Linked DNA regions of Oryctolagus cuniculus: region 2 is linked to region 1. Evidence: chromatin contacts called from public Micro-C data. All regions are on one chromosome and are shown on one strand. The core of a region is the stretch at or near the end of the contact, and the rest is flanking DNA. Distances in the headings are between cores, read along the strand shown.

Evidence for each region. A called contact is a pair of places that touch in the nucleus more often than the background predicts.
Region 2: a Micro-C map of ear pinna shows a contact between it and region 1, with 4 times the contacts expected there. The contact joins the enhancer-like site here to the promoter of JMJD7 in region 1. A contact is called at or near these places in 3 of 6 Hi-C or Micro-C datasets (ear pinna, skin fibroblasts and an unstated tissue).

The regions. Positions count from the first base shown.
Region 1 is chr12:64,901,635-64,906,015 of mOryCun1.1, forward strand. JMJD7 (jumonji domain containing 7) reads left to right here and starts at 1,325. Exons shown (of 8, transcript NM_001204238.1): 1 at 1,325-1,388. The coding sequence starts at 1,325. MAPKBP1 (mitogen-activated protein kinase binding protein 1) reads left to right here. Exons shown (of 30, transcript XM_017348119.3): 30 at 1-1,223.
Region 2 is chr12:65,120,429-65,124,391 of mOryCun1.1, forward strand. No RefSeq gene overlaps it. Among named protein-coding and RNA genes, the nearest start is that of PLA2G4D, 36 kb to the right of the region's middle. Within about 2 kb of position 2,658, at least 1 of the 8 cell types and tissues checked has an H3K27ac peak or open chromatin away from gene starts, as enhancers often do. A contact at or near this core is called in ear pinna, where this site is marked.

The sequences.
Region 1 (4,381 bases), core at 75-2,574:
AATCAGAAGCCTGTGTTGGAACCTCCCTCATGGTTTACAGGGCGCCAGCCCACCTTCTGAGTACCTTGGCCACAGATGAGGTCACACACATAAACAGAGTTGGGTTTTTGTTGCCAGGGTATTTGGCTGGCTGAAGTGCGCCTGGCTTCCTCTCACTCCTGCTCCCAGCTTCACCAGCCTAGCTTAATGTGGAACCCTTGTCAAGGAGCACGAGAAGGAATGGAACACACTAAACCCTAATTCTGGATTTCTGGCATCCACAGCCCAGCTGATGGGAGGTGGCCATGGGGCATCTGGTTCGGGTAGAAAGAGCCTCCTCAAAGATAGTGCTAGGTGCCCTGGATACCGGAGGTTGAGGGGAGGGAAACGCAGAGGCCAAGAGACACCAGAAAGGTGGTAGAAGGGACAGGTAAGTGGCAGGGGTGAGAAGGTAGATTAGAATTAAAGGGGCAGGTGTTAGCGGTAAGGGGGAGGAGATTGGTTATAGTAGGTAGGAAGGGTAGGACCAAACAGGCAGTTGTTGAAGAGTTGGGCAAAGCACCTGTGTCTCTGGGCCCTCCTGCTTCCCTCTACCCCCAGGTAAGTTGGGGCACCCTTACCACAGCTGCAGGTCATTAAAGCTCGTTCCCCCACGTGCTGGCTCCGTTGGCAGAGGCTTATGATGAAATTGGGTTCTGAAGGGTGCCTGTCGGTGCCCCATCAGCCAGCGTGCACTTGAGTAGATCCCAGCCTGTCCACCCCCACTCTACACCACCACCTGCATGGCCAAGCTGAAGTGAAACCCTGGCCCCAGGAACTCTTCGCAGCTGCGCACTCACTCCGTGCACCTCCCACAGCCCACCACAAATAGGGCTCAGGCTTGACCCTCTGGGCCAGGTTCTTGGCCATCTGCAGCCGACCTGTCCATCGCGAGGAGGGTGTTAACATTCCTGCTAAGGTGCGTGAGAAGGTGGCCGCCTTTCCCTACCCTCTGCCCAGCGTGGGCTGGGGTCTGTGGCCGGGCCGGCGCTCAGTCCCCTCCTGCATGTCTGAGGCCACTGGCAGCCGCCACCCCGTCCAGATTTGCCCTGCCCCCGTTTTGAAAGCCCCTTTATTTATAACTTTTATACCTTGCCCAGGCCGTGGCGCTTCCTCCCACCCCGGCTGCACGGGGCGGGGGCTGATTTTAACGTGTCCGTTTGTACTGATGTATGAACTTGTCAATAAACACAGTCATTTGTTAAGCCTGGCATGCCGGCAAGCGTGGCAGGTGAAAAGGCGCGGCCCACTCGGGAGGCGGGGCGCGGGGCGGGGCCCGCGAGGAGGGCGGGTCCCTGGCGGCGTCATGGCGGACGCGGCCCTGGACGCCGTGCGGAGCGAGTTGCGAGGATTCCCGGCCGCGGCCCGCGGTGAGTGGGTTGGCTCGGAGGCTGCGGGAGGGCCCCTGAGGGGCCGGAGACGTGGGCCGCCGCGGAGCTCGGCATGTGACCTGCCTGTGCCCTCACACGCTGGTGCCGCAGCGGGGCGGCCCCAGTCACGTGGTCCCGAGGCCCGGGCCGTGTGGGCTGTTTCTGAGTCGCCCTGCGCTGGCCAGGCTGTTGTCCTTACGACCTGAAGACTTAATCTTGTAAAGATTTCGTCTTTGTTGAACGGCGGAGAGAGAGAGGGCGAGAACTCCTCCCCTCCTGGTTCCCTCCTGTGGGATGCGGGAATCTTTTTTCTTTCTTTTCTTTTTTCTTTTTTTCTTTTTTTTTTGACAGGCAGAGTGGACAGTGAGAGAGAGAGACAGAGAGAAAGGTCTTCCTTTGCTGTTGGTTCACCCTCCAATGGCCGCTGCTGCCGGCGCACCGCGCTGATCCGAAGCCAGGAGCCAGGTACTTATCCTGGTCTCCCATGGGGTGCAGGGTCCAAGTAGTTGGGCCATCCTCCACTGCCACAGCAGAGAGCCAGCCTGGAAGAGGGGCAACTGGGACAGAATCCAGCGCCCCGACCGGGACTAGAACCTGGTGTGCCGGCGCCGCAGGCGGAGGATTAGCCTAGTGAGCCGCGGCGCAGGCATTATTATTATTATTATTATTATTATTATTATTATTGAGAGTTACAGAGGGCGAGCAGGTCTTCCATCCCTTGGTTCACTCCTCAAATGGCTGCAACTGCTGGAGCTAAGCCAATCAGAAGCCAGGAGCTTTCTCTGGGTCTCCCATGTCGTTGTAGGGGCCCAAAGGACTTGGGCCATCTTCTGCTGTCCCAGGCCATAGGAAGGAGCTAGGTTGGAAGTGGAGGAGGCATGACTCTAATCAGTGCTCCTATGGGATGCTGGTGCCGCAGACGGAGGCTTAGCCCACCACGCCACAGCGCCGGCTCCCAGAGTGTGTGTGTGAGTCCATGCACCCATGAGCTGTCTTTGATAGGACTCTGTGCTGCCCTGTGTTGTGGAGACCATTCCACACCCATCTACCCCGGGCATTTTTGGGTCATTTCCTCGCTCGGCAGTGGATCCTTTAAGTATTCTTTTGGCCAGTATATATTAACAGGCTCTGGATCCATCACCGAAGAACCCACTCTGCCCTATAGAGCTCACTGTCTGGGTGGAGAGGCAGACAGCTGTGGCCACGCCTCGTTAGCAAGTGACACAGAAGTAGGTGAGAAGGGAGGTGGAGGGCCGTGGACCCTAGGGGGAGTGTGCCAGGTGTCTGCAGGGAGCAGTCTTTGTGCACAAAGGCCCCAGGTCACCTCCTGGCTTTGAGGACTGGAGTGGCTGAGAAAGCACGTGCCTCTGCTGCCCACTTCCTCCCACGCCTGCTGAGCCGGCACCATCTTGCCCATGGCTGGAGGAGTAAGCAAGCACGAGAGCCAGCTCGTTCCTTTTTGGTATTCCCGTGTCCAGTGGGGTCTTCCCACTCGGTTCCAGTTTCTGGAACAGTTACGTGAAGACACAGAGCAGGGCCCCAGGGTGAAGGGAGTGCCGTGGCTGATGGGAGCAGGACGCAGTAACTGCCGAACGGGGGCCAAGGTGTTTGGCCAGACCTCAAGGACGACAGTAACAAATGAAGCCCTGGGCACTGTATGAACGCCACTGCTGGGAGAAAGGCACCCAGCGTGAGGGAGCAGCAGGACCCGCAGCTAGCAACCCCAGAGTAGAGCGCGCGCTGAGGGGAGGCACAGCACTGCACGGGAGGGCAGGGACGTTGCTGGGATGGCGCTCCGTCCTGGCATGGAGCAGCCTGAGCATGCGCCCTGGCAGTGGTGAGCGTCGGAGGGGTTCACCGGGGGTGGGGCTGGGGCTGGGGCCTCGGGAGGGAGGGGCGCTCCCAGAGCAGCCGCCAACGCGGGTGTGGAAGGCTTTCATTCAGCCGCTAAGCAGATGACTGCTGAACGCCTTCCGTGTGCAGGGGTCGTGTCGGTGAGCAGGACGAGCTCGGCCACCCCTGTGCGACATGTAGGGTATTAGATGGCGGTGTGTGCCAAGGAGAAAAATAAGCGAGGGAAGCCGTGTGAGGATTGTTGGAGCCAGGGTGTGGTTTCAGAAACAGCAGTCTGGGCCGGCTGTTTGGCGGAACGGGGGAATGGTGCAGTGGTTAAGGCCCCCGCTTGGGACTCTCAGTGTCCATTATCAGGGGCCAGGTTCAGGTCCCGGCCTTTCCACTTCCACCGCAGCTTCCGGAGAGGCTCACGTGCGTAGGTCGCTGCCACCCACGTGGGAGACCTGGACGAACCTCCTGGCTCCTGGCTTTGACCTGGCCCAGCCTTGGCCGTTGTGGGCATTTGGGGAGTGAACCAGCAGATGGGAGATCTCTGTCTGTCTGTCTCACTCCTGTCTTTCTGCCTTTCAAATGAGATGGGAATAAGTCAATAAAAACGTGAAGCCTCATCAGTGTGACTTTTGAGCGGGAACCCAGAGGTGGTGGCGTGAGCAAGGGCCGCGGCAGAGAAAAGGAAGGGGAGGTTTGAGAGCCGTAGGAGGTGGGACCGGCAGCAGGTGGGCAGGAGTAAGGGAGAAGGAGGAGTCAGTCTCGATGAAGGGAGACTCGGGTGGCTGTGGGCATGTACACAGGTGTCGCCTGGCGGCGCTGCCCACTAGGAGCAGCAGCATAGCTGAGCCTCCCCAGGGAGGCTGTAGGCTTCTTGGGATGGTTGCATCTTCTCGTGGTACCTCCATATAACCCAAGTGCTCAGTCAGTGCACACCACTCTTGGGGCTGTGGCCCTACACATTCCGGAGCGCCTAAGCCCGGCTCAGGGGCTGCATTTCCTGGTAGCTGCTGGGCAGTGGGCCCCATCAGGCAGTGAAGCCCGGGGCCTAGACCGGGCACCACGGGGGTCGAGGTGCGAGCTCTTGGGGCCCCTGATGTGTGTGCATCATTTCTCCTGTGAGCTTCCTTCCTCATATTCCTGCTTGTCCA
Region 2 (3,963 bases), core at 1,408-3,907, 220 kb after region 1:
GGTTAAAGTGATGGGAGACTCTGTTAGGTTAAAATAATTACACACAATGTTACAATGTGGGAAATCCTTCCTTGTGGCGGGGAGAACTGAGTGGTTAAGGAAGAATGTTCTCCAAAAAGAAAGCCCTGGGCTGAGAAGCAGAGAATACGGTAAAGGGGCTGACGGGTAGACTGTAGACTGGTGATAGCCGGCTGCTGCCCATTGAGTGCATTAATTGTACCAGGTACTGGTGTGTGTCTAGGTTTGGGAAGCTGAAAACTTAATTAGCCTTCCTCCACCGGCATACCTTCAATTGTAGGGAAGTGAAGAAAAGTCCATAAATATAAAAAGAATACACATGAGGATATCGTGTGTTGTGTAAATGAACAGGGCTTGTGGCCTCACGGTGTTGGGAGAACCCATTTTCTGAATTATCTGTATATGGCAGCAAAGGAAGATTTGATGGAATACAGCTGGGGACAATTACTAGGAAAAATAAAACCGGCTCTTGTTTATCGCGGAATAGGCCGAGACGCTAATAAACTGGTTCAGTTTGAAAAGGGCTTAGGAGTAGAGCCCTAGGGGACAGCAGCTGCTGCCACTGTTGTTAGGTTCAGGCTGGCTGTGCCCAAGGCGCTCCAGTTTCAGCAAACAAAAGCCCACTTAATTTGCTCCAAAAAGGGAACAGATTTATGGAAAGGAGCTGACTTATCTTCAGCCATCGATCCAGGGAGGTAGTAATCTCCTTACAGGTCCAGGAGAGTCAGGCTGGGCTCCTGCTTCTCCCAGGGTCCTTGACTCCAAAGTAGGGGTGCGCAGCCTCCTGGGGAAGGCAGGGCTGTGGAAAGGGGACCAACAGCTCTCCAGCATGTTCTCAGCAAGCTGCCAGTCCTGAACTTAGGAGTCTGTGTTTTTTTGTTGTTGTTGTTGTTTTTTGGTTTTGTTTGTTTTTTTTTTTTGACAGAGTTAGAGAGAAAGGTCTTCCTTCCATTGGTTCACCCCCCAGATGCCCGCCAAGCCAGGTACTTCTTCCTGGTCTCCCATGCAGGTGCAGGGGCCCAAGCACCCGGGCCCTCCTCCACTGCCTTCCCGGGCCACAGCAGAGAGCTGGACTGGAAGAAGAGCAACCGGGACTAGAACCCGGCGCCCATATGGGATGCCGGTGCCGCAGGCGGAGGGTTAACCAAGTGAGCCATGGTGCTGGCCCTCAGGAGTCTTATTTGTAAACAGGGGTCATAATGACACCGATGACACCGACCTTGTTGAAAGACAAGGACTACTGCCGGCAAACTGGAGGCCACAGGCCGCGCCCTCCTTTTCTGCCCAATCCCCATTGCAGAAAGTGGCTTCAGTGACCCAGCTGAGTCATAGGAGTATTATAGCTATACTGCAACTCCTAACGTGATCGCAATGAAATCATCATTTTTACAAGAACAAGACTTATTGTCATTTTCGAAGCCCATGAAGGGCATTTTCTAACTTTCCTTCTAGAACCAATTTTAAAGGCAGCAGCATCGGCATCTCCCTGCCTCCCCCCTGCCCCGGTTCTTCATCAGAGTAGGGAACAAGGACAGGGCTGGCCTCAACAAGAATTTCCTTCATTGCAGGGGCAGAATAGAGAAACAAGGGAAGAAGGGTGACGCAAGGCGCAGTGTAGTTCAAGTGGCAGTGCAGGAATCCCTTCTGGGCCCTGGCACCCTGGCATGGCAGGCCCTGGGGTGAGCTGTGAGGCTGGTGCCAATACCAGTGGGTCTTAGCCAGCGAGACCACTTGCCCCCAGGTCCTGTGGGTGTGAGCCCTGCAAAGCCCTGGCAGCTTCATTCCCTGAGAGGGGGTCAGGGGGCATGCCAGGCATCAGGTGCTGGCGGGGGACCAGGGCCAGGCTGTCCAGGGCACCAGCAGCAGACAGATCAACCCAAGTGGGCCTCATGGAGGCTGCACGCTCAGCAGGGGCAACACCAGGGCGATAGTTTGTGTTCCAACACTGACACCTTGTGGCACAAAGAGCAAAAACAGCTGGAAATGCTCTGAAAACCTTGGCTCCTGTGTGGGGAGGTTGTCCAGTTCCCTTCTCTCAGGTCTTTACTGGTCAGGCCCTGCCCCCTGGAGTAAGTTAGCCTTCCTGGGGGCTTTGTGATCATCACTGATGAGAGAAATCCAGGGAGAAAAGAAATATTTCCAAGCCAGACCAGTTGAAGGCTTGATGCCAATTCCATCATATGAAAACGTATCCTGTCAGTCTGAATTCCGACCTAGGGAGTGGTGACCCAGCACTGCCTCGGGGCTAGTCGCAGGAAAGACCTCGGGACAGCGCACACCCCTTCCTGGCTGGACTGACCATGCTCACGCTTGCTGGAGCAGAGACGGCTCCTCACCTTCCTGTGACACCAGTTCAGGAAGGGGCCCTGCCGTCCACCTGTTGCACCATGGGTTAGTCAAGACTCCGTCACGGCTGTCAGGAGCCAAACGAGGCAAGCTTAAGCCTCACCTCGCTGGAAAGATGCCGAACGAACTTACAGAAATGAAGATCCTGGCAAGCTGGGGGAGGGCCCAGCTGGGATGTGAACCAGTCAGGGCAGTCCTGCTCTAGTCTCCTCCCCATCGGCCTCATCCTCCACCTGCAGGGGCTACGGTCTGGCAGCCCACACTCAGCATAGCCGACGCCAGGGGAGCCGTTTGCTCCATCCTGGGGAAGGGTGCTGATCAGCTTGCTCAGGCTGGGTGTGTGCTCCTGGGCTGGTGCCTGGTGCCAGGGAGATGACATCCTGAGCTAGGCCCCTGCCAGTCACACCCTGGCCCCTGAGGCCGCTGGCCAGGAGTGCTGAGGAGACAAGACGGATGGGACGCTTACTTGGCAGGCACACATTAAAGGTTACCACAGTCCATCCTGCAGGGGCTGGCACCCCCCCAGGTTTCTGTGTTGTTTTGTTTTAGTAAACTCTTAATTAAAGGACACTTTTTTTTTATTTGACAGTTAGAATTATAGACAGTGAGAGAGAGACAGAGAGAAATGTCTTCCTTCCGTTGGTTCACCCCCCAAATGCCTGCCACAGCTGGCGCTGCGCCGATCCGAAGCCAGGAGCCAGGTGCTTCCTCCTGGTCTCCCATGCAGGTGCAGGGCCCAAGCACTTGGGCCATCCTTCCCAGGCCACAGCAGAGAGCTAACCTGGAAGAGGGGCAACCGGGACAGAATCCGGCGCCCCAACCGGTACTAGAACCCGGTGTGCCGGTGCCATAGGCGGAGGATTAGCCAAGGGAGCCGCGGCACTGGCCCTGAAGGACAGTTTTTAAAAAGTGGAATTAAAAGACAAGTTTATTTTGGTGCAAAAAAAAAAACAAAAACCTGAAATCCATGCATAGGTTCTTCATGATGTGTATTTGCTGTCAACTTTTTTGAGGACTCTCGGACACACAGGAAAGTAGACGAATCCTAAGCATGTGGCTGGACAAAGTCTCACCAATTGCGGCGGCTTCAACACTGCTTCCCCAGAGTCCACGCGTTGGAGACTTAACACGCAAAGTCATATATTAGCGGCATTTGGAGGTCTGGGAGGTAACTGGGTCCTGAGGACTCAGTCTTTGTGAATGGGTTAATCCCTTCGTGGATTAGTGGGTAACAGGCTAGCGGGTGATCACAAGAGTGGCCACTCGGGCTGTCTCCTGGGAGCCCTCTCACCTTGCGATCCCTTGAGACTCTGCAGAGATTCCCCCACTGGCAAGGAGGCTCTCACCACGCGGCCCCTCAACCTTAGACTTCCGCCCCTCAGAACCGTACAAAATAAACTTCCCTTTACAAATGACTCGGTCTCAGGTGTTCAGTTACCACCACAGAAGACAGCCTAAGATGCTACTGAACACACCTGCGCAGCCAGCACCCTGATGGAGAAGCAGAACGCGGCCAGCATCCCAGAATCCATCGTGCTATTCCCCCCGCCCCCGCTCTCCTCCCCTCCAGCGTAAACACTGGCCTGATGTCTCAGCCAC